Regions from separate parts of the Bombyx mori genome. Here region 2 is linked to region 1. A link is a contact called in public Hi-C data. All regions are on one chromosome and are shown on one strand. Each heading gives the region's core, a stretch centred on a gene start, on an enhancer-like site or on the middle of the called end of the contact. The rest is flanking DNA. Distances are from core to core; before and after follow the strand shown.

Region 1 (4,689 bases), core at 1,688-4,187:
TCCTCAAACGATAAAAAACAAACGAACCTGCCGACATATGTTATTATGTATCGAGGGATGAAACGCGATTTGATATAAGCGACATTTTTACTACTTTACAACAGAGCCATTTGAAGTTTGAAAATTTGGAAAAAAATATCATTACAAAAAAAACTTCTTTAGCTATTTGAATGGAGTAAACTTAATTGAAGTTCAATTAAAAACATCGAACTGTTGATGCTAATCTATATATATATATATAAAAATGAAATGCTGTTCGTTAGTCTCGCTAAAACTCGAGAACGGCTGGACCGATTTGGCTAATTTTGGTCTTGAATTACTTGTTTGAAGTTCAGAGAATGTTTAAAAGGTAGATAAATATGAAAATGCTTGAAATTAAATGAAAATGACAATTTTGTTTTTCCTTTGATTACTTAGTCCCCCGTCGGACGGATTCATTTTGTTTGTTTTAAGTTTATTTTATACAAAAGTTTTAGGTCTTTTATTTATCGATTGAGGCACTTTAAAGTCTGCCGGGTCAGCTAGTACCAAATAAAACGGACCTTTAATTACAAATACAAATGTTGCTTAAACCAAAGCATTTCAGCCCTCGATATCATAATTTTCATTCGTCATTCTTAGACTATAAACAAGACAGAATTTCTAAGGGACATCTTCGCTAACACACTAATCAACAACAATAAATAATATCGATAGTTCCCCGTCATCGATAAATACGTCACGTACCAACTTGCGCTGACCCGATTAACGATGTACGCATGAAACACAAGACGGTCATGTTAGCTGGTGAGCACATCGCTCGAAAGGCGAAAGGTCACAAGTAGAAACAGAACGTAAGCGAAACTGTGCTCTGGTGCACTAATGTTAAGAGCTTTAATCGACTAATGCAGCGTTTACAGTCAGTCCTTTATCGTCTCAAATGTTTTATTTAACCTTTAATCAAATAATCGGGAAGTATTTTCCCTTATCAAAAAATCTTTCTTTTTTCTTATACAGCAACATTAACCAATATACCAGTATTAAAAAATTAAATCTTGGATGTATACAATTTTTTTGTTTGGCAACATTTTAGTGACATTTAGTACGAGTCGCCGTGAAAATCAAAGTCAAAGTCAGAAATTACCGGTTATTTAGAAAGCGGTCGGAGTGTAACTTTTTAACGGTATTTTTTTGGAAATTGTTAAAAAAAAATCTGGTAAGTACATTAACTTATTGCCAACCTAAACTAGACTCATTTTAATAGAACAGAACTCAATTCAGTGGAATTTTATATGCCAAACGAAAATCGACTTTATTTAATTCGCAATAAGGGTTATTTTAGATCGAATTGCGATATACAAATTCTCAATTATTAAAACTCGCGGACAATGCAGATAGGGGGATGGATGGGAGGGCAGGGGTGCGACACAACGTACCTATCCGCTTGTGGTCCTTGAAGTCCTGCTGCGGCTCGACGTAGGGCCTGAGTTCGTCCTCCTCGTATCCGGTGTTCATCCATTTGTCTCGCATTATGCTCTCTAGGGACGCACGCTTCGCAGGATTCAGGACGAGGAATTTCTTTAAAAGATTCTCGCAGTCCGTTGACATGTAGAACGGTATTCTGGAGTTTTATAAAAAAAAAACCAAAAAAGAATTGTATTAGAAAACGATACTGTACAGTGTATAAGTTACGGTAAAAGTAGATTTTGCGGCAAATGTTTTACTGGTGGTAGGACCTCTTGTGAGTCCGCGCGGGTAGGTACCACCACCCTGCCTATTTCTGCCGTGAAGCAGTAATGCGTTTCCGTTTGAATGGTGGGGCAGCCGTTGTAACTATAATTGAGACCTTAGAACTTATATCTCAAGGTGGGTGGCGCATTTACGTTGTTGATATCTATGGGCTCCAGTAACCACATAACACCAGGTGGGCTGTGAGCTCGTCCACTCATCTAAGCAATAAAAATAAATAAAAAATGTACACATTTTCCGGTAAATGTGCACATTTGCCTCCTCGTTTGGGTAATGTGCATTCAACTAACAAAGAAGGCAAATGTACATTGAATTCACAATGACCATGTCGTTTTGGTAAATGTGAGCATGACATACAAAATGCGAAATCGCAAGTGCTAGTAATGTGGTGCGCATGCGCATTCTTTGTTAGTTGAATGCACATTTCCCAAACGAGGAGGCAAATGTGCATGCACGTTTACCGGAAAATGTCAAATGTCAATCAACCGGAAAAGGTCAAACCCGCAAAATTATAATTTGCGTAATTACTGGTGGTAGGACCTCTTGTGAGTCCGCGCGGGTGGGCACCACAGCCCCGCCTGTTTCTGCCGTGAAGCAGTAATGCGTTTCAGTTTGAAGGGTGGGGCAGCCGTTGTAACTATACTGAGACCTTAGAACTTATATCTCAAGGTGGGGAGCGCATTTACGTCGTAGATGTCTATGGGCTCCAGAAACCACTTAACACCAGGTGGGCTGTGAGCTCGTCCAGTAATCTAAGCAATAAAAAAAAATGTGTACATTTGCCGGTAAAAGTGTACATTTCCCAAGAGTGTACATTTACCGTAACATATACATTGCTAGTATCAATTCTCAAAGAATACCAAATTACGTGTCATGTGATTTTAATTCTATTAATTAAAATCGTCAAAAATATGACACATAATTATTATTTTTTTGCTTAATAGACACGTACGAAGAAGGCAAGACATTGATAAGGCATAGTAAATAACATTTTGTAAAAATTCATTATCTAACCGCGTTCTGTTTAATTAACGCGAAGCAATAATTCATTCGATAAAAACACACCTACAAATTTATTTTATAATAACGCCATCTAGCGACATCGTCATAAACTATTTAGTTCCAGACGGCGACACAGAGATGTCGCTAGTGTGTGTGTGCACGTACCTGTATTTCCCTCGCAGCACCCTCTCGCGTAGCTCCCGGAGCGTGGAGCCGTCGAAGGGCAGCGAGCCGGAGACCAGCGTGTAGAGGATCACGCCCAGAGACCACACGTCGACCTCGGGACCGTCGTATTTCTTGCCTGTCATTTTTATAGTACAGCGAATAAGTACACTTTACACCGAATACCTATGAAAAGCAGTTAAAAGAGGGACTCGAATGTAAATGTAAGTCGTCGTGGCCTAAAGGATAAGACGTCCGATGCATTCGTGTTGAAGCGATGCACCGGTGTTCGAATCCCGCAGGCGGGTACAAAATGTTCTAATGAAATACCTACTTAACAATTGACTTCGACTTGGCTAATTTTTTTTTATTGCTTAGATGGGTGGACGAGCTCACAGTCCACCTGGTGTTAATTGGTTACTGGAGCCCATAGACGTCTACAACGTAAATGCCGCCACCCACCTTGAGATATAAGTTCTAAGGTCTCAAATATAGTTACAACGGCCCTTCAAACCGAAACGCATTACTGCTTCACGGCAGAAATAGGCGGGGTGGTGGTACCTAGCCATGCAGACTTACAAGAGGTCCTACCACCAGTGAAAAAAGGCCAGTTCACGATCTGTTATGATACGTCCAGCCCTGCCTAGTTGTGATCGTTACGAAAATAGAATCACAACCTTAGAAACGACTAGCTGTACCCGTCCGCTTCGCTGGCCATTCAAAATTAACATTATTATTTCTCACCCCCACAAAGATTCTCATCATTAACGCCCCCGCAACCGGTGTAGGGTGTCCAACGCTCATATAAATAATAGTCTATCCATTAAGTACATGTATTTTCTACATGGATACCAAGTTTCAAGTCAACCGGATGCACGGTTCAGTAGTTATAACGGAGCATCCGTAAAAACCACTGTAGATTTATGTATACTAATATTATAAAGAGGAAAGATTTGTTTCTTTGTATTGAATAAGCTCCGAAACTATAGAACCGATTTGAAAAATTATTTCACTGTTTGGAAGTTACACTATTCCCGAGTGACATAGACTATATAATTTTTTTTTTTTTTTAAATTGAGATCCTTACTAAAACTCCAATAATGTAATCCAAGGTGTAAAAAAATTACCTAAAATATTCTTCGTAATATCATAAATAATCGCGTGCACTGCGAAAACTATTTATGATAGAATAAAATAATGTCGCGACAGCATATGTCTAACAATTATAGTTATGCCGCAATAAGTGTTCTTTTATTTTAAAAAATAAAACAATGTCAAATACCGTTGAAATTTTTGTTAAAGACCCGAGCGGAGCCGGAGCGGGCCGCTTGTATATTAATATAGACAAACCTTGGAACAGTTCAGGGGCTGCATAGGGCGGACTGCCACAGAAGGTGTCCAGCTTCGCTCCCGGCGTGAACTCGTTAGAGAAACCGAAATCGGCAATCTTAATGTTCATCTCGCCGTCTAATAAAAGATTCTCGGCCTGAAATAACAATACACGAATGTGAATCGAGAGCTTTGTCTGTTTGATTGTCCTATCTTATTCCAATGCAAAAGATTGACGTGATTTTTCACAGATTTCTATAGTCTTACCCAACAATGTCATCCAGCTATCTAACGATCACCATTTCACCCTTGAAACTCACGTGTAATCACAAGACCCTTCAACCACCATCAATATGATTTTTACCAGATTATGTGCCCAGGTCGAGTGACCACTAATACAACAGCGTGAACTTTACCGAATATCTTAACGTTTAACAGATCATAATGGAGGAAATAACTCGCAACCTA
Region 2 (5,099 bases), core at 1,835-4,334, 35 kb before region 1:
ACCCCCTCCTGGCGCCAAAGCTGGATCCGCCCTTGAATAAGAGCTAACTTTTACGCTATCGAGAATGTTAAAAAACTCGCACTAAGCACACAGGTTCGCACACGATATCTAATCTCAAGAGACTTCACTTCTCGAAGAGACAAGACCCTTTTTTTTATTGCTTAGATGGGAGGACGAGCTAACAGCCCACCTGGTGTTGTGGTTACTGGAGCCCATAGACATCTACAACGTAAATGCGCCGCCCACCTTGAGATATAAGTTCTAAGGTTTCAAGTATAATTACAACGGCTGCCCTGCCCTTCAAACCGAAACGCATTACTGCTTCACAGCAGAAATAGGCAGGACGGTGGAACCTACCCGTACCACCACCCCTCTCCAAGTGTTTTCAAGGAAACACTTCGAGAAGGCTTTTTTCTTTATCAAGCCGTCTTAAGCCACATTCCACATCCAATCCTCAAAAAGTCAACACAAAGACAATAATAACGAACAAACAAGGGCAACTTCTTTTTATTAATTCATAATAATTGATTACAAATAAGTAGTACACGTTTTTTTGATCTTAATTAAAAACTCGAACGCATTCATAACATCACCGAACATTATTACATCGATAACTACATAGGAGAATGAAACAAAAAAAAAGAAAGATTTAAAAATATAAGTTTTTTTGTGATTTCACAGAAGAAAAAAAAACGAGTATGCTATACTTATTTTTATTTTTAAAAAAAAAACGCGGCCGCCCGCCGATATCACGTTTACAATCTACTTACATAGTATTTTTTTTTCTATATAAATATAAATCCATTTACTTATTTTTTTGATCACACAAAGAAAAAGCACACACACGCACACAGTAACACTAAAAACAAATCGCGTAATTTTTAAATTACAAAAAAAAAAAAATTGTGAGCTGTGAAATACGAGATTTATTTTTATCAATTATCTTATACAAACACTATTTTTATTTATTTATTAACATTAAGAGCACTGAGATATTAGTGCGAACTGGATCAATACAAAAAGCTAATAGGTAGATTAGATTACGTAATGTTTGAAAATTATTGACACATGTCACTATGACATCTGTCAAGAGTATAAACGTCAAAAATCGGCACCGGCACTCTGCGGACTTGAAAGCAACGGCCAAACATTTTCACTGGCAATATTACTAACTAAGCCGTGCTCTTCATAATTAATATTATTAGCTCAAGAAAATGAATTTGAAACAATAATTCATTTATTTACTTTCGTAACACAGTGGCTACTCAAATTGGAAGTTACAAAGTACGTTGCGTATTGAAAGACTCACTACCTATATAGGTACCCTAATACATTATATTTTTTATATTATTATAAATACTTTGATCACAATTACACATCTATTTATTTAACATCAGAGAATAGAACTAGTCGTAAAACATTCCTACGTCTGTATTAACCCGAATCGTAGGGTGTTAATTTAATGACAGTATTGTTGTTATAAACAACAAAAACCAAAAAAAAAAACAAAATACATATGCAAAAAGCACAACAACAAAACGAATTTAAAACGGAAATTATTAAACAATATATTGCTCGAAGTCTCGCATACTATACATTAAAATCAACACCCTGTAGACATTAAGAAACGACACATTTGACACTTTCTAATTCAGCCTTATAATTAGAAAGAGACAAGAGACGCGGGCGGCCGCGTCACTCACCGCCAGCCCTGATTGACGCGCTCTAAGTTGACAGCTTGACGTAAACACTGGCTGGATGACATTGACAGCTAGGCGCCTGTCAATCTCCTCGATCCAACCCCGCTCAGAGCTGACGGCTCGTTTTGACATACGACACTGACAATAAAGTTAACAAGGAATCGAAAAATTCAAGTTAATCTTATTTATTGAAACAATTTTCGTTCTAAGGGGACTTAATTATTTTTGTAAAACTGTAAAATTATATTTTGTCATTATACATAGATAGATACATTAGATGAGGAAATGATACATACAGTAATTAATTAATTAATTAATTAACATTAAGCTATGTTGTATCGGTTGAGCTCGATTTGTACAAAACGTCAGTGGCACGTTGGGCAGAAGTACCTAAGCGGACTGTAGGTCCGTCAAATCAAAATGTCTTTTGTGAACACAAGCTTCGGGCGAGTTGCGATGTTGTCTTCCTGAACAATATTCTCCTCGTTATTATCTTTATGTATACATTCTCAGAGCGCACTGACATTGTTAAACAAAAAAAAAAAAAAAAAACTTATCTACAGAAAGTAATGACACGTAAAATTATTATACAAGTGTGTGCCTTTTAAGCATCGAGAGCGGTTCATTAACTAAAATCCCGGGCCTCTATTCCGAGATAAACGACGGCAGTTACTAAAGTCGATACTTTTTATTTTCGCCGACGTCACACAGAGCGGTGATATTACTTATTAGTTGATCTCGTCCGAAGTCGACCCTTTCAGAATAGAGCCCGATGTATCCTTTCGAGTTACAAACGTTTGGCGTTCGCAGTGTTTATAATAGATCATGTCATTTTTATCGATACGTTTCCCATCACTTGGCACATTAACATTCCTCGTACTGTCCCGGCACTGGTCCCGGCGCGTAACAACTTCGTTTCTCCGTTACATTCAATAATCTGACAATAATCTTTATTACAAAGAAATATACAAGGAGTAAATTCGACATTGAGAACACCAATCGACACTGAGGTGATAGGTGCATCCAAAAATGAACATCGAGTCGATTTTTTTTTAAAAGTAAAAACGGATTCGACTTGTCGCTTCGCATAGCTTCACGTAGCTCAGTGATAGATCGTATATCTGACTACGTGACCTGGGGGGTTCGTCGACCGCGCCGGAGGCGAAGCCTGAAGTTATTTAATCAATCGACATTCGAATTTAAAAATCGAACAGCTCAGGAGGGGGGATCGGCTCGAGGGGCAGACAGTCGCACGGTGACGGGGGTGTGGGGGGCGAGAGGGCGCGGGGCTGTCGGCGCAGCGTGTGCGTGCTGGAGTAAGCCACGCGGTAGGGGGAGGGCACGTCGGCGCTGTCGGCGCGCAGGGACAGGGCCGAGCGGGGGTGGAGGCGGGGCGGGGAGCCCGGCGGCCGCAGGTAGTCGCTGCGGGCCAGAGACAGCTCGGCCGGACTGTACGCGGCCAGGAAGTGAGCCAGCGCGCCGGAGGACGTCCGCTGGCCCCCGTTGGCGATCAGCACCATGTCTTCGGCGGAGAGGCGCAGGCTGTCGGAGCGCGGCGGCGGGGGCGGGGGGACCGGGGGCGAGGGGGGGCACGGGGGCGCGGCGGGAGGGCGCCGGCGCCGGGCCACGTTCCCGGGCAGTCACAGCTTGAGTTCGTTCGCTATCTTTGACGCAATGTTCTTGAAGCCGATGCTTGTTCCTGGAAGGTGTATTGAACAAAAACTAATTATTATACTCCACCGCGCAATGTTAATGACGTAACCAAGTATCCGCCATTGCTGATAGTTGTATAGTATGCGCGCGAGTTCATGTCCATCGGGGTCAAAGGCGACGCACGGGGGACGGCTCATCCCACCCCCGCCCACCGCCCCGCATTTGTCGAGTGTTGTCCTCCACGGTTGTGACGCGCGCTTATCGATATGGAACATTAACGATAACGCTATTGTGTTATTTCATTTTAAATAAACCACGACTACTCCAACAACTTTAGGAAGAAAAAACCTACGGAAAAGATATACTGATTCCGACTCTGATCTGTCGGTTGTCTTTTCATCTGTTAAGTGATTGTATTTGGAATAAAAAATATTTTTTTCTCTTATTATCGACATTACCATAATTAACTAGGTCACAGCACTACCGCATTCCTTAGGATGGACATGAACTCGCGCGCCTACTGTATATATAGTGATTTTTATTTTATTCTAATAAAGGGCGAACGTCGTGTGACGTCACACTGACCGGATATCCTCTTGAAGCGCACCCCGTTGAGCGAGAGGCGCGGCAGCTTGCAGACCTCGATCTCCCACTGCACCAGCGAGTCCGCGTTGGGGTCGCCGTGCACGCACAGCAATAAGAACCTCTCGCGCTGCTCGTAATCGCAGTTGTTCGCATCGAGCACCTGGAAACGTAAAAACTGAATCGTGATGGCGTAACTAATCTAGATCGACGAAAAAACAAAAAATGGCTACTTAAATAAATCACTAAGTCATCGGATGGTAAACAGTCGATGTCTGTAGAATGGTTACTGGAGCCCATAGACATCTACAAGAGATATGAGTTCTAAGGTCTCAAGTGTGTCGCCCTAAACACGTCATTTCGGATCGTCTCGATCCACTAAAGGTGGTTTTAGGTACCTCAAGCACCGATCATCGTTCTCATCGAACCCGTCGCTTGCGACGAAGGGCTCATCGAGCAAATAGACTCTCAGACACAGCCCATTGAGTTTCTCGTCGGATCTTCTCAGTGGATCGCGTTTCCGATCCGGTGGTAGATTCTGCGAAGCACAGCTCTTGCTAGGCCTAGCGTTAGCAACCTCGTCAGGTTAGAGCCCCGTGGGCTCACCTACTAATTCTGTGAATCTAATATAACCCTTCCTAGTTACTATGTAGATTAAGTAGGAAAAAAAAAACGTCGGGGCCCAAAGGATAAGACGCCCGGTGCATTCGTATCGAGCGATATTCGAATCCTGCTGGCAAGTACCAGTTGTTTTTTTTATTGCATAAGTGGGTGGACGAGCTCCCAGCCCACCACAGGTTACTGTAGGCCATAGACAATCTACAACGTAAATATGCGCCACCCACCTTGAGATATAAGTTCTAAGGTCTCAGTATAGTTACAACGGCTGCCCCACCCTTCAAACCGAAATGCATTACTGCCTCACGTCAGAAATAGGCAGAGTGGTGGTACCTATTCATGCGGACTCACAAGAGGTCCTACCACCAGTAATTACGCAAATTATAATTTTACGAGTTTGATTGATCTAATGATTACATTATTGATATTCCAGACTCTGTATAGCTGTTATACCAAGCTCCAATTACAGCCTCGATCACCCTTCCTGACTGAGCATTTGCTCGCCCACCTGTCCTGGTGAAACTGGAAAGGCCTCAGGGCCATCAG

What was found. Hi-C and Micro-C count contacts between places; a contact is called where the count stands out from the background.
Region 2: a contact with region 1 is called in a Hi-C map of middle silk gland, with 1.9 times the contacts expected there. The contact joins two enhancer-like sites. A contact is called at or near these places in 3 of 7 Hi-C or Micro-C datasets (middle silk gland, posterior silk gland and whole pupa).

The regions. Positions count from the first base shown.
Region 1 is chr24:7,077,824-7,082,512 of ASM3026992v2, reverse strand. LOC101740714 (serine/threonine-protein kinase MARK2) reads right to left here. Exons shown (of 23, transcript XM_062675698.1): 7 at 4,243-4,378; 8 at 2,896-3,031; 9 at 1,416-1,600. Among protein-coding and RNA genes, the nearest start is that of LOC101746552, 80 kb to the left of the region's middle. Within about 2 kb of position 2,937, at least 5 of the 8 cell types and tissues checked have open chromatin away from gene starts, as enhancers often do.
Region 2 is chr24:7,112,731-7,117,829 of ASM3026992v2, reverse strand. LOC101740714 (serine/threonine-protein kinase MARK2) reads right to left here. Exons shown (of 23, transcript XM_062675698.1): 22 at 3,939-4,098; 23 at 492-3,399. The coding sequence ends at 3,341. Among protein-coding and RNA genes, the nearest start is that of LOC101746552, 45 kb to the left of the region's middle. Within about 2 kb of position 3,084, at least 5 of the 8 cell types and tissues checked have open chromatin away from gene starts, as enhancers often do.